2 separate regions of the Mus musculus genome follow, and region 1 is linked to region 2. Evidence: chromatin contacts called from public Hi-C data. All regions are on one chromosome and are shown on one strand. Each heading gives the region's core, a stretch centred on a gene start, on an enhancer-like site or on the middle of the called end of the contact. The rest is flanking DNA. Distances are from core to core; before and after follow the strand shown. Region 1 overlaps Patj (PATJ, crumbs cell polarity complex component). Region 2 overlaps Patj (PATJ, crumbs cell polarity complex component).

Region 1 (2,700 bases), core at 84-2,583, 70 kb after region 2:
CGCCCTGTGAGTGAAGAGAGCAAGGGGACCAAGAGGTTAAACCAAGAAATCTAATGTCTAAACAGTAGAAGTTGTAAACAGAAACACTTGAGAGAGGGGGAGAGTTGGGGAGGGGGATTAAAGAAATTTAAAAACCTATTCATCAGTGCACATATTAAATAATAAAAGAGTAGTGCCCACCTAGGCTTTACATTTTTAAGAGAAAAGCACTTGCTAAAAAGTGCTATAAAGAGCAAGGCATTTGAGTGCCACTGGCCTTTTTTTGAAATCAGTTTTCTGAGAGAATTACTTAAGATGCTGTCGCGCTGGACAATGTGAAAATCCTGGGCAGTGGGCACAAAGCCCATCAAGTGGAGCAGGGGGAAGGGCACATTGAGAAAACCGGCTCTGAACTAAGAAGGAGAAAACAGGGAGGGTTGCTCAGTGGATAGAGTACTTGCCATGCAAACCTGACAACACACGTTCCAGCCCAGATCCCTTAGTAGAAGGAGAGTACTGACACTTGAAAGTTGTCCCCTGACTTACACACGCTAATGTAAACAATAGTAATAAAATGAAACAGAGGAAATGAGGTGGTGAGTGAGTATCTAATATGCCTAACTGCCCTGGAAGTTTGCGGTGAACTAAAAATTGTAAAGCTGATCTAATAAAAACATTAAAAAAAAGCTGGGCGTGGTGGCACACACCTTTAATCCCAGCACTCGGGAGGCAGAGGCAGGCGGATTTCTGAGTTCGAGGCCGGCCTGGTCTACAAAGTGAGTTCCAGGACAGCCAGGGCTATACAGAGAAACCCTGTCTCGAAAAACAAAACAAACAAACAAAAAAAGTACTAGCTATATACTCTGGGAAATAAATTTACACCATAATCAAGGAAACATTAACATACAGGAAGTAGCAGGCTTAGTAAGAGTAGCATTTAGGCAAAAATTAAGTCATTGACCTTTAGGAGGTTTTTTTGTTTGTTTTGTTTTGTTTTTGTTTTGTTTTGTTTTTGTTTTCAGTTGTTGTTGTTGTTTGGGGACAAGTTCCTGCTGTGTAGCCCAGGCTACCCTCAACCTCTAACATAAGCTAAGGAAACCTAGTGCAGGGGATTCCTACAGAACCATGGGCGACCACTTGCCTCATGTGTAGAGAATGAGATAAGTGACCAATAGGGAAAAACTTGTTTTCAGTCTGGCTGCTCTGGAAAGACAGAAGGAAAGGATGTCCTCAGATCACCCCTACTCTCACCCTCCCCCACCCCACCCCCCATGGAGGGGACTATAGCTCACAGCCACAGTCAGGCCAGGTCCGTCTGGTTGATCATTGTCCGAGCACTGGTCATACAGAGTCTTATCAGGATGAGGCAATCGCCCCTGCCTGCCAGGGGCAGTTCTGATCTGCTGCACAGGATGCTTATCTCTATGGACTCCAAGGAGAGAATGACACAGAAAGAAATCAGGAGGGCAACGTGGCGTTTGTCAAGATGACATCAGGCTTAGAGCATTGACTGGAGACTTGGAGGTGCCGTTCTGGAGCAGGGGATTGTCAGGGGTGTGTTGATTATGTCTCCTGCAAATCTTGAAAAAAATACCTTTGCTATTCTTCTCTGGTGCCTTCAGCCTTGAAGGGGGAGGTTGCCAGAGGAACATCCTTAAATGATTAACATGTCTACTGTACAGAGTTAAACAGGAATCTGACCCAAAGTTGAAGGTAGCAGAGGAGACGCTGGAAAATGAAGACGTCATGACAAGCTTGCCACAGTTCCTCTGCACATCCACGGGCCCTTGTTAAGTCCCTGCTTTCAGCAGCAGCAGCTTGAGCCTTCCCTTCTCTCACAGATTAAACAGATACAGCCAAACACCACGTCCGAGACGTGGGTGGCCAGGATGCTTCCGTGGAAAGATCAGCTGAGTTACAGCTTTTGTTGGCCACCCACGGATAAGACTAGGTCATTTAAAAGTTTATCAGCGAGGAGTAGCAGCTTGCTTAGGAGACTGATCACAAACCAGCCTGGACTGTAGAGCTCCAGGCCAACCCAGGCTGCATAGTCTGTCCACCTGGTTTCAAAACCCAATTAATTAATTTAGCTAAACAACAAATAGAAGTAAAATTATGCTATTTAGGAATATGGAAACAAATACTGAGAGAAATTGCTAAAGAATTTGTCAGAGAGAAGGAAGGATGGAGGAGCAGACTTTAAAGTGCTGACTGGCGATTCTTACTTAGCCATCTATTTGGTCCGTCTATGCGTGCATGCGTGGTGGTCAGAGGACAGCTTAGAGCAGTCATTAATAGTCAGTCCCAGGGATTGAACTCAGGTGGTCAGAGTTGGTGGCAACCTTCATTCACTGAGCTGCCTAACCAGCCCCAATTTTTACTTTTTGTGGAGAGGAGTTGGGGAAACAGGTTCTCTCAATGAAGTCCTGGCTGTATTGTAACTCACTATATAGACCAGGCTGGCCTCTGACTCTGAGGTCCTCCTGCCTCTGCCTCCTAAATGCTGAGATTAAAGGCCTGTTCGGCCTGTGCCACCATGTGCAGCCCAGTATTGGCTTTCAAAACTAGGAAACATACATGGGAGGAAAAAAAGAGGGGTTTCTTGTTGTGGTGGTGTTTTTTTTTTCTTTTTGTTTTTTGTTGTTGTTGTTATTGTTGGTTGATTGGATTTTGGTGGGTCTTTTTTGTTTGTTTTGGGTTCATTTTGGTTTGGGGTTTTTG
Region 2 (2,700 bases), core at 29-2,528:
AACCACACTGTGTGTGTGTATTATCCTCTTTCATAGCAGTATATATCAGGCTTTCTTGACTGTTTTTTGTTTGTTTGTCCTGTGGAGGCTGTTGGATGTTTCTATACTTGTTTTGTACAGTTATGGGAAAGCACCACTTAGAGAATTACTCACCACACTGATCATCATATCTGCACAGGATTGGACCAGTCAGGGTTTCATCACAGATCAGGAGTCAGGGGAAGGTCCATAAGCCCCACCTCCCCTGAAGGGCTTTGAACCGTTAACCATCTATGGTAAAGAAAGTGTCCTTTTCTTGTCCCTGTTCCAGTAAATAACCTCTCACCTGTGCTCAGGCCTGAAACTCTCAGTGGGTCACACAAAAAGACAGAAAGTAGGAGGGGACTTGTGACAAGAAAGGTTTTAATGGAAGGGGAGATAGAAACCAGGGGTTAAAAACAACTGACATGTAGCATATAAATGGATAAAACTGAAACAATGAAAGGTTTTTTTTCATTCTGTTGTTTGTTTTTGTTTTTGTTTTTTCGAGGCAAGGTTTCTCTGTGCAGCCCTGGCTGTCTCAGAACTCATTCTGTAGATCAACGTAGTCTAGAACTCCGAGATCTGCCTACCTGTCTCCCTGGGATTAAAGGCGTGCACCACAACTGTCTGGCCCAAAGAAAGACATTTTAAAAAGAAAATCGGTTTTGCTACAGAGTCCCATGACTTTAGAGTCTCTAGACTTAAGGAGGAGGCTTAGAATTCATTTAATGTTTATACTCTGAGGTCCAAGTTAACAATAACAGCCTAAAAATAGAATGTGAGTAGGCTGTTAGATTTTTCTGTAAAAAATTGCCTGTGTCTTACAAAAGTAGAATTTGCCTCTTAGTAAAGGTAGAGCTACCTAGGTCAAAGCTAAATCAACCCTTACTCAAAAGAACTTAAAATTCATTTACTTTTTCTTGCATTTATTCAGTGTTGGGGGGGCGTCAGGAGACAAAGGCAGCTGGTTCTCTCCTTCCACCAAGGGAGTACTGAGCAGGAATTGTTTCTGCTAACGAACTGAACAGACATCTGATAGTTCATATGCCTTTTGACTCCTTACCAGAACTAGCAAACTCCAGGGTCTGGGTTTCTGTTCCTGACAGATTGTTGACAAAAGCAAGGGATCTGACCTGAGACTGCCATCCTGTGCCTGTAACAGACAGCAGGGACCAGCATTCCCAAGGAATACTGAAAGCAGGCAGCACTAATCAATGCCTAGTAAAGCAAATGGACAGAGACATCTGCTGGCCTTCTCTTACAAAGGACCGTGGCAGAAACAGTGCCCAATGAGGCATTAGGAACTCTGCACCAGTGTGTGTGTGGTCTGACACAGTGTGAAGGAAGAATAACATCTTTCTGCTTGCCTTTTACTGTCCCATAGGATCTGGGTGGCACTGAACTTGTCAGTAGTGAAGAGGAGAGCAGTGTGGATGCTAAACACCTGCCTGAACCAGAAAGCTCCAAACCGGTGAGAATCCTGCCTGTTCTTTATCCTGGCCCAGGGAGGGGTACAGGGGAGGGGTACAGGGCCTGCATTTCTTACCACCTAGGAACGACTCTTTGCCTGCCATCTTGGTCACTAGGTACCTTGAACTCTGAGACAGGAAGAACTTTCCACTCAGCAAGTGACAAGTTCTCAAAGCACAGGGTCTCTCCCACCATGCTTGAACTGTACTGTCCAGGACTAAAGTGACAGCCAGCCACTCCTTCAAATTCAGTTCACCCCTGGGTATTTCCAGAGTCTGAACTGCAAGAACTCTATTAATACAGGAGTAAAAGACACCTACTTGTTCATGAACTAGAACTTTATCAGATGAGAGAAGTTGTGGCTCTCCCTCCAGGGGGATAGGACACTTTGTTGTCTACTTTGAACCAGGCTCCCTGCTGTGTTCTGTATCCATGAAGATGGTGACAATTCCTTTATAAATAAGAACACAAAGTTAATTTCCTTACATAGGTCAATGGACAATATGTGTCCCTGCCTTTCTGCATTGTAGCCCATCACTTCAAAGTTGGCTACAATTGTTACAAAGAAATGTGGGATTTTCCCTGTCCCTGTGTTTCACAGTGTCTTATAGATCTCCAGAAATTCGACCCTTACATGAGTTTAAATCTGGTTGTGGTATTATTTTACTTGAAGGAATTTGAGAAGTCATCCATTTATTTACCATCCTTCAACTTTTAGAAAAGCTAATGTATTGGAACTGGCTTAGATTGTATCCCCAACAATGAACAAATTTGTTCAGGTATAAAGGTAAGGTTATTTCTAATTAGGTATATCCTCAACAAGAGTAGAAATTGTAGCAAACCCCAGTTGGGCCAATCTCCTTATGACTCAAGATGCCCCCAGTATCAAAAGGAACAATAATAATACATGAGGACTCCTCTTCCTCTTCCAAGAGACAGAATGAATGTCTGTACTGAAAGTCCAGGCATTTAAATACAAGTTAACTCTTCGGGAAACTGTATCATTGTGGATACATTAGAGAAAAGGTATTTAAAAGCAACAAAATTTTTTGTAGCAGGCCCAGTTTAATCTTTAGAAGAAATAGGAAGGAAAGGGAAACATTTCTTTATGTCTGGGAGAGTCTGATAGTACCAACGAGACTCTCCTGTAGGCTGCAGAGAGGAGCCATTTTTAGTTCACTCTGCTCCTAGGCCCCAATAGTGAGAGAT

Evidence for each region. Hi-C and Micro-C count contacts between places; a contact is called where the count stands out from the background.
Region 1: a Hi-C map of uterus shows a contact between it and region 2, with 2.5 times the contacts expected there. The contact joins two enhancer-like sites. A contact is called at or near these places in 6 of 484 Hi-C or Micro-C datasets (the N1E-115 cell line, cerebral cortex, embryonic stem cells and 1 more).

What each region holds. Positions count from the first base shown.
Region 1 is chr4:98,692,343-98,695,042 of GRCm38.p6, forward strand. The region is part of intron 42 of Patj (PATJ, crumbs cell polarity complex component); the gene reads left to right. Among named protein-coding and RNA genes, the nearest start is that of Gm35137, 5.4 kb to the right of the region's middle. Within about 2 kb of position 1,334, at least 21 of the 459 cell types and tissues checked have an H3K27ac peak or open chromatin away from gene starts, as enhancers often do. A contact at or near this core is called in uterus, where this site is marked.
Region 2 is chr4:98,622,198-98,624,897 of GRCm38.p6, forward strand. Patj (PATJ, crumbs cell polarity complex component) reads left to right here. Exons shown (of 44, transcript NM_172696.2): 31 at 1,406-1,492. Among named protein-coding and RNA genes, the nearest start is that of Gm40210, 44 kb to the left of the region's middle. Within about 2 kb of position 1,279, at least 31 of the 459 cell types and tissues checked have an H3K27ac peak or open chromatin away from gene starts, as enhancers often do. A contact at or near this core is called in uterus, where this site is marked.